2 separate regions of the Sus scrofa genome follow, and region 1 is linked to region 2. A link is a contact called in public Hi-C data. All regions are on one chromosome and are shown on one strand. Each heading gives the region's core, a stretch centred on a gene start, on an enhancer-like site or on the middle of the called end of the contact. The rest is flanking DNA. Distances are from core to core; before and after follow the strand shown.

The links. Hi-C and Micro-C count contacts between places; a contact is called where the count stands out from the background.
Region 1: a Hi-C map of embryonic fibroblasts shows a contact between it and region 2, with 1.8 times the contacts expected there. The contact joins two enhancer-like sites. A contact is called at or near these places in 10 of 47 Hi-C or Micro-C datasets (alveolar macrophages, embryonic fibroblasts, epiblast stem cells and 4 more).

Annotation. Positions count from the first base shown.
Region 1 is chr2:116,197,771-116,204,614 of Sscrofa11.1, reverse strand. All of the region lies in intron 11 of CAMK4 (calcium/calmodulin-dependent protein kinase type IV), which reads right to left. Among named protein-coding and RNA genes, the nearest start is that of STARD4, 56 kb to the left of the region's middle. Within about 2 kb of position 3,279, at least 3 of the 83 cell types and tissues checked have an H3K27ac peak or open chromatin away from gene starts, as enhancers often do. A contact at or near this core is called in embryonic fibroblasts, where this site is marked.
Region 2 is chr2:115,927,428-115,934,262 of Sscrofa11.1, reverse strand. The region is part of intron 2 of CAMK4 (calcium/calmodulin-dependent protein kinase type IV); the gene reads right to left. Among named protein-coding and RNA genes, the nearest start is that of CAMK4, 20 kb to the right of the region's middle. Within about 2 kb of position 1,667, at least 3 of the 83 cell types and tissues checked have an H3K27ac peak or open chromatin away from gene starts, as enhancers often do. A contact at or near this core is called in embryonic fibroblasts, where this site is marked.

The DNA.
Region 1 (6,844 bases), core at 2,030-4,529, 270 kb before region 2:
AATAATTCTTTTGAAACATTTAATGTTTATTTTACACAGATCCATTCTGTACCAAACATTCTAAAATGGAACATTTTGTGGGTATGCAGGGCCCAAATAATACATTTTAAGCAAGTCTTCTACCTACTTGCCATCAATCACCTCTTCCTTTTGAACTCGTTTCCTCCCATCATCCCACCCTCACATATGTAATAATAGAGCTGAATTCTCACAGCACTTGAATTCTCTGGCACAGTTGGTTCTGTTCTTGAAGTAGTCCCTACCAGTTATAAGCAAGTGGGCACAAAAAATGATGTGTGACATGGAGACCCAGAAGTTAAGGTTTACATTAAAAGACCGGCTCTAAACCAAAGGGAGCATGAGAAGTGAGAGGATGATGTTGGTGACAATCTCTTTAGACTCAATGTTTCAGCCATCTCAGGCCAAAGTGTACTTGGTTAACTTTGACTTAACTAGGTGGTTATAATCCTCATCTTAGTTTACATATATAGAATATACTCTCAGCTTTTACGGTAATATTATTTAATACCATATGCCAGGTATTTGTTGGGTGATGCAGAAATGTGCAGGACCCTTCCCCCCTCCCCTTGTTGATGACCCTGAATCCCAAGAGATGAGTCATTCAGCTTTTGTGACCATTTCCCAAGCCAGAGAAGCAGCCTTTAATATTGCTGACAGCTTGAGACGGTAGAATATTGTTTTGTTTACCAAGTCCCAAATCTGTGCATTACAACATCTACTTATAATTCCTAACTCTGTCCTGTGGAGCTGCTTCTACAATTTTATGGTCTATGAATGATACTGTGTGGTCTCTTCTCTCTGGCCTCCTTATGGTGATGTTGCCTTGCCCAGGGATAAGTCTGGATCATTTCTTTTCTGCCTTGGTGTTGGTGGATAGTCTCAGGACCTTAAATAGCTGATATTGCTCATATTGATATCAAGAGCCATGACCTTGCTCCTGAACTTCAGGGATATATATCTTTGGCCCATATGTCACCTCCACTTGGATCTCTAACAGGCATCTCAAAATCAACAAGCCCCCAACCTGTTGTTTCAAAAGTCTTCCCCATCTCAGTGAATGTTAGCTATACTCTTGCAGCAGGAGCTTTCTGTCCCCTCACCTATCTTCCCTCTTTTATCACTTCACTCTAAACGACCAGCCTCTTTTCCTGGACAGGCATGTTTCTGCCTCAGGGTTGGTGTACTCTGTTCCCACCAGGTAGAACATTCTTTCCCTAGATACCCACGTGCCCTCTCCCCTACCTCTTTCAAGCCTTTGTTCTAATGTTCCCTTCTCCTGTGAAGCTTTCCCTGATCACCCTGTTTGAATGGTAACTTAGTTTCTGAGCACTTCCTATCCTCATTTCAACTCTATATTCTTCCATAGAAATGATCACCTCTTTTTATATAATTTACACATGTATTTTGTTTATTATTTGACTTTCTCCTCTAAAATGTACCATCCTTAACTAAGAAAATTTTTTTACTGCTGTAGCTCTAGCACCTAGCATAGTGCCTGGTACATAAGAGCTTAAAAAACATTTACTGAATGAAAAAAGGACTAAAGTTCCACAGAATGCCCTTTGTTTAGGTCAGTATCAGACCAACACAAAGACCCCAAGAGACTCATTTTCCTCTAAATTTAAAACTTCCAAGACAGCTTAAAACAAGCCTGCACTCAACTGCAGAATCCCTGCGTTCTGCAAGCTCAAGAACAAGAAGAGCTCCGACCTTTTCTCACCACTGCTGTATCTGCCCTTAGCCCCACTTTCTCCTTTACCCTGCACTTGTTCATTTGGATCAGGCACTGCAAGCATGCCTGGGACAACCCTATGATGCCTTAGGGATATGGCCTATCTCGGGGGAAACAAAGTCTGTGGTCAGGAAGGGGAGATGGATCTGGGCCCCCCTCACCAACCTGCTTAGCATCCCCTCAGCTTCCCTGCTCCCTTCCTATTGTCAACAAGCCCCACAGGAACTGAGTGTACACACACTAGACATCAGCCTGTCAAGGAGGAGGTTACTGGCAGTGCAGATGGCATTTTACTATGTATTTATTTCTTCCAGTGTTTTTATTTTATTTTTTAAGTTCATTGCAAAAAGAAAGTCATTGCTCTGGGTATTTAACTAGTTTTCAGGTGAAATCATCCCATACTTGTTTAGATTACCAACATAATTCGATACTCTTATTATTCACCTTAGTTATTTAGTTCTCTAGAAATAAACAAAACCATGAAATGTTCTGAAAGTCTGTATTTTAGGCTATTCAATTTACTTTTATCTCATTTAAAGTTTCCAACATTTTTCTTTTTTGTATTTTATTTTGTCTGTTTTTCTTTTCTCCCTCCCTTTTTCTCTCCCTTTCTTTCTTTCCTTCTTTCTCTCATTCTTTCTTCACTTTTTAGGGCCACAGCTGCAGTATATGGAAGTTCCCAACCTAGGGGGTGAATCGGAGCTGCAGCTGCCGGCCTATGCCACAGGCACAGCAATGGCCAGATCTGAGCCATGTCTGTGATCTATGCCACAGCTCATGGCGATGTCAGATCCTTAACCCACTGAGCGAGGCCAGGGATTGAACCCACATCCTCATGGATACTAGTCAGGTTTGTAACCTGCTGTGCCAAAATGGAAACTCTCAACATTCTTCATAGTAATGTGTGTTCATGTAGACAGAAATCTCTTCTTTCTGACTGTAGACTGTTGAAAAATGTCTGTAACTTTGGTATTGTGAATGGAATAGGTTATTTCTTTAGAACACAGCAATGGGGTAACAAGGTAGGATTATCTCTATGATAATAAGACCCTGGCAGATGCCAAGAAGACAGAAATTCTTAATAGCTTCAGGTCTCTGAAAACAGAATTTGGATAAACAGACAAGCAGGAATATAAAATGTGAACATACATAGCTCAATTAACTAAGCTCATGTCTAAAGTGGATAGCTGATATTAGACAGAAACACTCTTTTAATCTAACCACTTCTTTTCTATTCTACTTGAACATCTTGTACTTCTTTTCTGTGATGGGCATGGGTAGGTTTGAACACCCACAGACTTCAAGCCTTAAATATCTGAACCAGTTAAGACATTTTGGGAATAACATTGCACAGTTACATTGTAGCACACTTATCAGGAACCATGGCCTGATGGATTTTTTCTTTCTTGTGACCTATTTTTTTTTTCCCCAACAACAAGATTTTGAGCATCTCTTCAATGTTGAACCTTTCATGGACTATTTCAGAGCACTAGGCAGTGATTCCATTTATCTGAATCACAAATTTTAGTTTTCTGGCCTGGAATTTAGTTTCAACTGGGCACATTTCCCAGGAAATAATGAGTATTTGCTTAAACACGCAGCATCTGTGATTTTTCTTTTTCGATTCATTTATAGGAGAACCCTCTGCTATTCATAGCCTGGGGCAAAGTTTCTACAAATGAGACTGAATGGGTGGCTTTCCTTTTTTAATTTCCTGATAAATGACAGATGGTATTACATAAACACCCACTCCCTAAAAAGATGTAATTGAAAAACCCTTCTATTCAAGGTAGAAACTAGACCCAGCATACAGAACCAGAACCATAACTGACCTAGGATGCAATCACCCTCACATCAAGCAAGGAAACAAGCTCAGCCCTTTCCTCTGTCACCATTCCAAGTTAAATGTAAAGTCCCTGTGTAAAGTCATGCTTTCTACAGAATGACAGTGATTCCTGCCAGTCTTGTACTTGGGTCTCATTTTTAAGTCATTCTATCAATGGACAGTTTCCTCCCTACCTAAGTACTCTCAGAAGGCTACGCAAAGTATGACAGGACTTATAAGTGGTGAAGGAGGAAGGGTTAGACCTAAGGGTAACCTTCAAAGGGGACTTCAGCCTTGCCTAAATGTTTATAAAACAGACGAATAGATATATTATTATATTAAATTAAAAAATTCAAAACCGCATATATTCCCTCTCTTCTAGGTCACCCACTTCCTGTGCCCAAGGGTAACTGGGACTTCTGTTTTTCCATAACTTAGCTTTTCCAATGCTTTCTGTGTTACTAAACATAGGTGTATCCTTAAAAGCCTGCCCTCTCCTCTGCTCCCACTTGGAGGTAATATTCTAGTGTATTTCTTTTGACCAAGAGCCTATATGAATACATATGTCTGTTTATATACAATTTGAACCTTGCTTTTTAAATATACTGAACTTACTTGTTTTTGGTTTCCAAGCCTGCTTCAGCCTATATAGTAATAATTCCACATATGTTTAGGGTGTCAAGAGTCCACAAAGCACTTCTATTTTTTCTCTCAATCTCCACCCCTCCCCCAGGCTCCCAGCTGCTTTCCCTTCCTTTTTGTATAATACAGCAAATTATTCCTTCCTGGTGAGCCTCTACTATAGCAGAATGGAAGGATTATCTTGATCTCATTCAACCACTTAATTCCCTTTTCACCCATTATATAGCCTCAAGGGTGATAGGGATATCTGCAGGGAAAAAAACAGCAAATGGAAAATAAGCCTCTATTATAAGGTGGCATTATCTCTAAAATGAGCCTGTTTTATAAGGTGGCAATGACAAGAGTTGAAACAGTATTTTTACAATAATTTTATATTTTTAAAAAAGGATTTGGGAGTAGATCAAATATTATTTACTGAGAAGCTGTTTCTAGAGTGACAGGAAAGAATATTTATAATAGTTTTCTAATTTGTCTTTTTTTGATCTCTTTCTCTCTCAAATCCATCTGATCTAATGTCATTATCAAAATACTCATAAAATACAGATTTGATTTAAAAATATAATTGCTCTGATTAAGAACCTTTGCTGGATCACTATTAACTACAAAGTGAGTCAGAATTCCTTAAGCTGATGTATAGATTGTTTTAAAATTTGGTCCATCCTACTTTTCCAAGTCCATCTATATCCTCTGCACCAAAGACTATGTTCTAACCATGCAAAGTGAAAAAGTAACTAACATCCCTGAATTTGCCAGATGCTATTACTGCTCTGGCTTTTCTTCTCCTGTGCCTGCTGACAAAGAATGCCTTGTGGTCACCTCTTCACTTGTTGAACTCCTACTAATACTTCAGCGTCCAGCTCAAATTTCCCTCTTCTGCAAAGGCCAAAGGAAGGATTAATTGCTCCTTCCCCTTTTTATCATTGAGCCTTTGGCTCAGAAAAATATAGAGCTTATCACAGCAAACTCTGATTTACTGTGTATAGGTCTTTCTTCTTTTACAGCCTACGAAATCTTTGAAAAGAAAGACCATACTATGTTCACGCTTATGATCTAAGTGCCTATCATGGAGTCTATTAGACATTTCAAGTTCATTTTATCCATGCATGAATCACTCTTTTATAGGATGACACTGAGTACTGCTGCAAGAAAGAACTGCTCTTATCACTATTACTATAGCCCTTGAAAGGACTCTGCTATCTCTTAGTCACAGAAGGAACTCTGAGAGATCACTAGTGTAACTTCTCCCTGATCGTCTCATTTCAGGACTGCTCAATTCTCAGAGGATTTCTCTGAACTACCTACCGCTTTGGAATACTTAGAGTATGATATTACATAATGATTCCTAAATTGAACAACAGCTTTCTTCTTATGGGAAATCCTTAATTTGTTCTGTCATTCTTTTCTCAATCTTCTTTCAATACTTTTATCAATTGGTCAGCAATTAGTGATCACAAATGAGCAACCCTACTTGGCACAAAGTACTTAATTCAGGGTTCCTATTTTTCCCCACAGTCTTGGTGATATGGTGGGCATGAAAGAAATTCAAGATGAGGACAAATTAGGACATATGAATTAGAGAAAGGAAAAAAGGTCATATGGCATCATTAAAAGGGAAGAGTCATGGATAGGTTGTTAGCTAACGGTTCTAAGGAAAATGAAAAGTACAAAAACAAGACAGGAGGATGTCTATAGGGAACATACCACAATGATTTTCACATTCTTTTCTAAGGATGTAGATCCTCTCATAAGCCTGTGGTAGAGATAGTGAATTATCTAATGCAATACTCATTCTTTGCAACAGAACCCTCAATTCATTTGGGATAGCAACACATCTAGCCAAGGGACATAATGCCACTTTTCCTGGTAGTGTGGAGGCTATAATTTAGTACTGGCTAATAAGATATAAGTGGAAGTGACATGTGGGGCTTCAGCAAAAGAACTTAATAGTGAAAGGTGCACTCTTCTTTAGTCTTTTTTCCTTCTTTTTGTGTAGAATGCAGATGTAATGACTGATTTCAAGTAGCCTTTTTGTACTGTGAGGAAACATATTGTGGAATGGTAGACTAAGACAGAAAAATTCTGAATTTCTGGTACTGAGATTTGCTATATCTGCAAAGCCATAGCTGTGGACCCACCAGGATTGCCTCTCTTTAGACTTCTAGCATCAGAAAAATCAACTGTTTTGTTTAAGCCATAGTTTTTCTGAATTAACTTATAATTAATAAACTACTCCTGTTCTCAATGATCTTTCTTCCACAGCAATACCTGATGAGAGCCACGTCTGTGACCTATACGACAGCTTGTGGCAAAGCCGGATCCTTAACCCACTGAGCGAGGCCAGGGATCGAACCTGAGTCCTACGGATACTAGTTGGGTTTGTTAACGACTGAGCCATGACAGGAACTCCTCAATCATCTTAAGATACAGAATGAGAGTATTTGGCACAATGTAAAGATTTAATGGAAAGATATGTACTACTTAATTCTGCATAACTACTGGATTTATGAACAATTCAATTGCAAGAAACTAATCTGAAATATTATTTATTTAGGGCCGCACCCACGGCATATGGAAGTTCCCAGGTTAGGGGTCAAATCAGAGCTGCAGCTGTTGGTGATACCACT
Region 2 (6,835 bases), core at 418-2,917:
TCTTCAGGTTCAGGAGTCAGATTTCCCTTTATCAGCTGGAAGACTTTGAGCAAGACACGTCACTTTCTGCACCTTAATTTCCTCACCTACAGGTGCACACGTTACTAACACCTACCTCACACCTACTTCTTAAGGAATTTATGAGGATTAATTTAAATCCAAAAAGCACTGGACACAATGCCTAGCACATAGTAAATATGCAATAAACAGGAGGGATTATGAGTTAATATCACTAGCAGAGAATTTATTATTTTACACCACTACTCTGCAATCATGAGGTACTTTTGTAAGCTGTACACAATAAGCTCCTTGGAGGTGTGATTCATGACTCATTTAACTTTACATCTTCAGTGGAATAACTGGCATGTGGCAGGTGTTTGGCAAAAGACTACTCAATGAAAAAATGAGCGAATTTTTTGGATTTTGTGCTTGCACTTGTCTCTGTTTAAAGAGTCATACTAAGTGGTTTAAAATTTTTGGAGGTTTCATGGGACAAGAGAGGCAGAAATGTCTAAGCATCAGGATGACCATTAGAAGGTGTCCAACATTGGGATCTGAACAGTTCAAGCCTTCATGCTGTGCTCTCAGACTTCTGAGAGCTTTCATATATGGTATATCTTGTATTTCTAAGTAAAACCCTAAGAGATAGGAGCATTAACATTTCCAGATAACCAACAAGAAGACAAAGAGATGGAACTACCTAATTTGCTTGAAGGCATTTGGCTCATAAGGGGAGCAGACATAAATGGTAAGGGCAAAGTATAGTGGTTAGAACTCCAAATAGTTTGGTTCTACCACTTACCAGCTAGGTGACCTTGGGTAAGTTACTGCAATACTCCTGTATTTCAGCTGCTCCATATGTATAAATAAAAATGAGAGTATTCTCTCATAGGTTGTTTTGAAAATTAACTGAGGAAAAAGATTATATTCCGACTCCTGTTCTCTGAAACTTATCTTTCTAGCATAAACTACTGAGCTCCCAGGCAGCACCATACCTGGCATTTTGGGCTCTGCTGATCATATTGACTTTGAGCCACACCCAAGGCCTCAGCCCTTGATCACTCCCTCCTTGACATGGTCAAATGCCAAAACTTTCTTGTGTCCCTTTTACACAAAGAATATTGATTGGAAAATGACTTACAAAACAAACTAACAGCAATACTAAATAAAGCTCAAAGTGTGATCTTCATAAATTTAAAAAAAGTGGAGTTCCCGTCATGGAGCAGTGGTTAACAAATCTGACTGGGAACCATGAGGTTGTGGGTTTGATCCCCGGCCCCGCTCAGTGGGTTAAGGATGTGGTGTTACTGTGAACTGTGGTGCAGGTCGCAGACGTGGCTAGGATGTGGCATTGCTATGGTTCTGGAATAGGCCGGTGGCTCTAGCTCCAATTAGACCCCTATCCTGGGAACCTTCATATGCCGTGGGTGCAGCCCTAGAAAAGACAAATAATAATAATGATAATTTAAAAAAAATTCTCTCTGCGATAATTAAATGCAACCATGACAGTGGACATGCAGCCACCACAGCTTTTCTCTAATACAGAGGAAGAGCTTTCCTCACCCCACAGGTTACACACAGTACATGACTTCCTGCTCTATATGAGGATGAGGCTGGCCCTTTTTAAGCACTGATTGCTACATGGGGCAACGGAAGCCATAGGCCAATGTTTTCATCTTGGCTGCACAACTGAATCACTTCAGAAATTTTTTAAATGTTTGATGCTTAGGTCACACTCCAAACCAATAAAATCAGAATTTCTTGGGATAAGGCCCAGGCATCAGTCGTTTTTTTTTTTTTTAACCTCAGTGATGACGATATACACTCAAGACTGAAAACTTCTATCTGAAAGCTTTGTGGCCACAGAAGTTAAGCTCATCTAATCAGTTTTCTGCTGGTTTCTCTACAAGATAGTTTGTTCATCTGGAAAATACTGCTAATCTATAGTAAAATATGTATTTTTTAAGATATATATAGTATATATAAATCATTGGCATTACCCTGAAAATTATTTTCTTACATAATTACCACTAACTAAAAGATGAGTATATACAACCAAACTCTGATGTTTCTATTACTATTCAAACATATATTTCTCATTAAATAAAGTCAACTGGTAGAAAGTCAAACCAAGGTAAGTGATGACAGAAAATATTGATTCCTTATTTGGTCTCAAACTTAAGGGATTTCTGGTCAGGAATTTTCACAGGTTAGATGGTATCACCACCTACTGGCAAAATGTGATATTGCACCTCATTCCTTGTATCTGGAATATAAGGAGAAAACTTTAAAATCTTGTTGTGGATTAAACTAAAACATTAAAGAGTTATAGATCTGGAGTGTATTATATTAGGATCCTCTCTTGATTTTTAAAATTATTATTTAATTATTCTTTGAGTGTTATTATCAGCGTGGAAGGACACAGTAACAACACTGAGAGTTGCCTTTTCCATTTCTATTCATCCTTTCTCCTTCATTGTAAGAATTCTGGTTTTGTTCCAAGAAAAATTATGACACAGTTCCTACCAACAGGATGTAAGTAACACTCTATAGTTTTTTACTCAATAACCTTTTATTCCTTACTAACAGAATCCAGTTTTGTTCAAACTAGCAATGTGCCCAAAAGTTGGGGTGACTGATCAGTTTTCCCTTTTCACATTAACTTCTTGAAGGCTGAGCCAAGCATGTAGGTCTTCTTTAACGAGGAGGGTTCTGTATGTGTTATATTTCTAGTGTCATTTTATTTTTATTTTTATTTTTTTTTGCTATTTTAGGGCTGCATATGGAGGTTCCCAGGCTAGATGTACAATTGGAGCCATAGCTGCTGGCCTATACCACAGCGACAGCAACTAGGGATCCAAGATGCGTCTGCAACCTGGCCTCGCTCATGGCAATGCTGGATCCTTAACCCACTGAGCAAGACCAGGGATCAAACCCACATCCTCATGGATCCTAGTCAGGTTTGTTAAGCGCTGAGCCACGAAGGGGACTCCTTTAGTCTCATTATATATCTCCATCCAAGATTTTCATTTTTCTTTTTCACCTGTATTCATAAATACTATTTTGCTGCCCTTATCCTGTTAAACCACCCTAAAAGTTTTCTAAAATAAACCATGTAAAAGAAGTAGTGATAAAGATCAAAAGAAAGAGAAAGGAAAGAGAGGAAAAGGGAGGAAGAGAGGACAAAGGGAGAGGATAAGGGAAAAGGGAGGAAGGAAGTTAAGGTGGGAGAGGGAGGGAGGGAAGGTTAGGTACATAGGGAGAAAGGGAAGAGGGGAAAAAAGGAAGGGAAGAGAGACAGAGAAGGGACAGAGAGGAAAGGAAGGAACATAAAACAACAATTAGGTGAAGGAAACCTTGCAGGTCTGAATCTATGATGAGACAAAAAAAATACCATTACTATCACTGACTTCATTATAAGAATTAAGCACTATGGTTTATAGAGAATAAAAGATGGGAGCAATTATAAAGGGATACAAACATAAAACTAACTGTCTGGGGTATACAATTACAGTTCCAAGCTTTTGAAATACCCTTTCTCTCAATTCCTGGTGTCATAAGGGAAATTACCTTGATACGTAGGTTGCCAGTGAGCACACTACCCAAGAACAAGAAACTATGTAGCCCAACAATTAGCTTGAAGAGCAGATATGGCTTTTATCCTGGTAGAGGACAGATAGGGCCAGAACAGATGGCACGAACGAGTGGCTAATTTCAGATCTCACAAATACTGAGGGTCCTGTGTATAGTTACTGTATTATAACTAGTGTATCTAGTGCCTCTTTGCTCCATCCCTTTCTGTGTTCCACATACATATTTTCTACTTCCTTTGTCTAACATATATCAGAGGTCACCAACCTACTTATCTCTCCTTAACAAAGATAAGTTGTTTTTTCCATTCATTTCTTTTTTTATCTGGTTCCCTATGTAAAATTTAATATCCTCAAATAAAGGGGGAAAGTCACATTACATCTGGCATTTTTTATCTTCACAATGATCTTTTCTTTCTACATTCTGGTATAAAAAGAGAGCTACATTCTGAAAATAGCTTTGAATTTAGCTTAATTAATACAGCTCATTAAAATAAGTATATAAAATAATTGTAACAAAATCCTAGCACATGGAATATATGCTAATGTCTGTCTACACCTTTATTTGACTTCTCAGACATACCTCATGATGTAATAATTCTATTTTTAAAATGGCAACAATTAATTCCTTTAGGTATTTCCTTATAACTCTATACCAATTTTATACACAATTGGCTATGGTTCAACTTTCTCAACTGAGTATACTATAAAAGGCACAAGAAAACCTTGGACAAACTAACAACTGAACTTTTACAATTCAGTAAACTGTTAAGAATTATATAAGACTTTCTTCACGGTTTTTAATCAGAATACAATTTCTGACTCTATCTCTGCTATCAATTCCTTATCTTATAAAAAGTAACAATGGAAGAGCCAGGATATTTTACCTTTAAATAGGTATCAGGTTATTATTGCTGCCTCAGAACTTTTTTTTCCCTATGAAATACCGTAATTCTCAAAGTTACTAGGACTATGCAATTGACAGAACACATTCCATTACAAAATAGCATAGAACGGTTATATGATCTCTCTTTAGTAAAAATAACTAGACACTTTTTTTTTTAGATCAACCAGCTCCACAACTTCCAGCCATGGCTAAGAGACTGCTTTCTTCTATGTTTATAGCATACAAACCAGGTGTGGTTTCAAGAAGACACAGAAACTTTCTGGTCAACTATTGCTGGAAGAGCTAAATATTAATGATTCATAATAAAAACCATGATTTACATCTGATACTCCTTAGTATTCATACAGGCAGTAAAAGTAGAAGCTAACACTCACATAAACACAAGCTATGGTCCAGGCAGTAAATAACTCTATTACAGTAATTCATCAATCTGAAGGCACATTTTGCAATTTACTCATACACCGGCAAAGATTCCTGTTCATAGTCAATCACTATATAGAAGCTATCTTAGTCAATCTGGGCTGCTGTTAACAGAATACCATAGACTGGGTTACTTAAACCACAGACATTTATTCCTCATAGTTCTAGAGTCTGGCGTGTCCAAGGTCAAGGACCTGGTAGATCTGTCATCTGGTAAAAGCCTCTTCCTGTTTTGCAGATGGCCATGTTTGCCTTGTATGCTCTGTGGCAGAGCAGAGGGAGAGGAAACTAGCTGTCTCATGCCTCTTTTATAAGGGAACTAATCCTATTATAAGGGTTTCCACTCTTATGATCTAATCATCTCCTAAAGTTTCCATCTCCTAATAGAATCCATTGGGGGAGGGGGTTAGGATCTCAGCTATGAAGAGGGGTGGAGAGGAGACACAAACATTCAGTCCATAACAAATGCTACGGGGCATGGACTCGTTTTAGGAATGTTGTTTGTGGTGGTGAAGGTGCCCAGTTAGTGACAAAGGCCTTCTTCTTTATTAAAGGAGTAGTTGTTTTTTAGGATTTTGGGTGTCTGGATAATAACTGTTAAAAAAAGTATCCAAACTTGCAAATATGGGAAAAGATTACTTCATGCCTTTTGAAATCATACTAGAACACGAAGAAGCCATGTTGTCTAACAAGGGTCATTGATGATGTAAGGCAAGGTAACTAGATATTATTTACTTTTGATTAAGGCCCTGATTCTGTGCAGTTATTTATCGACTTAGAGAAGATTGATAAATTGCAATTTTTTTGGTCAAGTAGAGATGCAAGTAACTTCTTTTCAGAAGAAAAGCTTGAAATTTATTGCCCCATAGAACACTAACTAGTTTTATATCTGAGGAATTGATCTTAGCTGTCTTTTACTTTCTTTCAGTCTCTTGTATCCTCTTTGAACCAGCTTTACTTTCTTGATATTTCCATCATTAAAAAGTGAATATATCTTTTACATGTGCTTATTACATATGTGTATGAGTTTTACATATTTTTCAATTATATTTATCACTCTTTTCCCCCACTCCACTGCAAATTAGGATATAGATAAAAGCTTAGGAAAAGTGAAATACTTACAGTCAAAACATCTATTTTCTTTACTGGAAAACCTGACTGGAGCCAAAAAGCCTTGCCAATATTTCACTCTTGATTTTACCTCACTCGCTCACCCAGTTCCTGGCAGGACTGGACAGCTTCAGCCCTCTCACTGCCTCCCGACTCCAGAGGCAGGCCACTTTTACCATGCAGCAGACTGTAGACAGTAACACTCTTTAAAGATAAAGGAATGGAAAAAGGGGCTGGGGTGAACGTGAAAAATTTCTTCTCCCATATCCACCAACCAGATAAGTCACTCACCCTCCCTGGGGAGGAGTTAACGAGTAGAAGGGGAGAGGCGAGGAATGATTAAATGTTAGGTTGGTTATTGCTGCCACAATTCAGCACATCTTGGATTCCATACTTCCAACAAAGCCATCCCATCAGTCACTTCTTAAAATGCCTCATTCTTTGGTTGATGAGTGCCAACATGACTATGTTCCAGATTATTCTGTGGTAATCTTATAACTCTGTTGCAATAGCAGTGTTTAATTTTAAATCCAATCATTATAGATTTTGGAACTTTTCTATGCCACTTCCTGAGAGGTCACCTAGAAGTTAGGGTTCAGATAATGCCTAATGTTTTATACGTTATTTTTTAATTGTTATTTTTTAACAAGTGGCAATGTAGCCCTTGCATATTCTCTTATGATAAGAAGATATCTGAACATAATGTTTATGGGGAGGTGATTTTACAAATAAAACATGCTGTGTCTTTGTGGCTACAAAAAAAAAAAAAAGAGGAAAGGAACTGACATTCTGGGTAGAGGGCAACCCA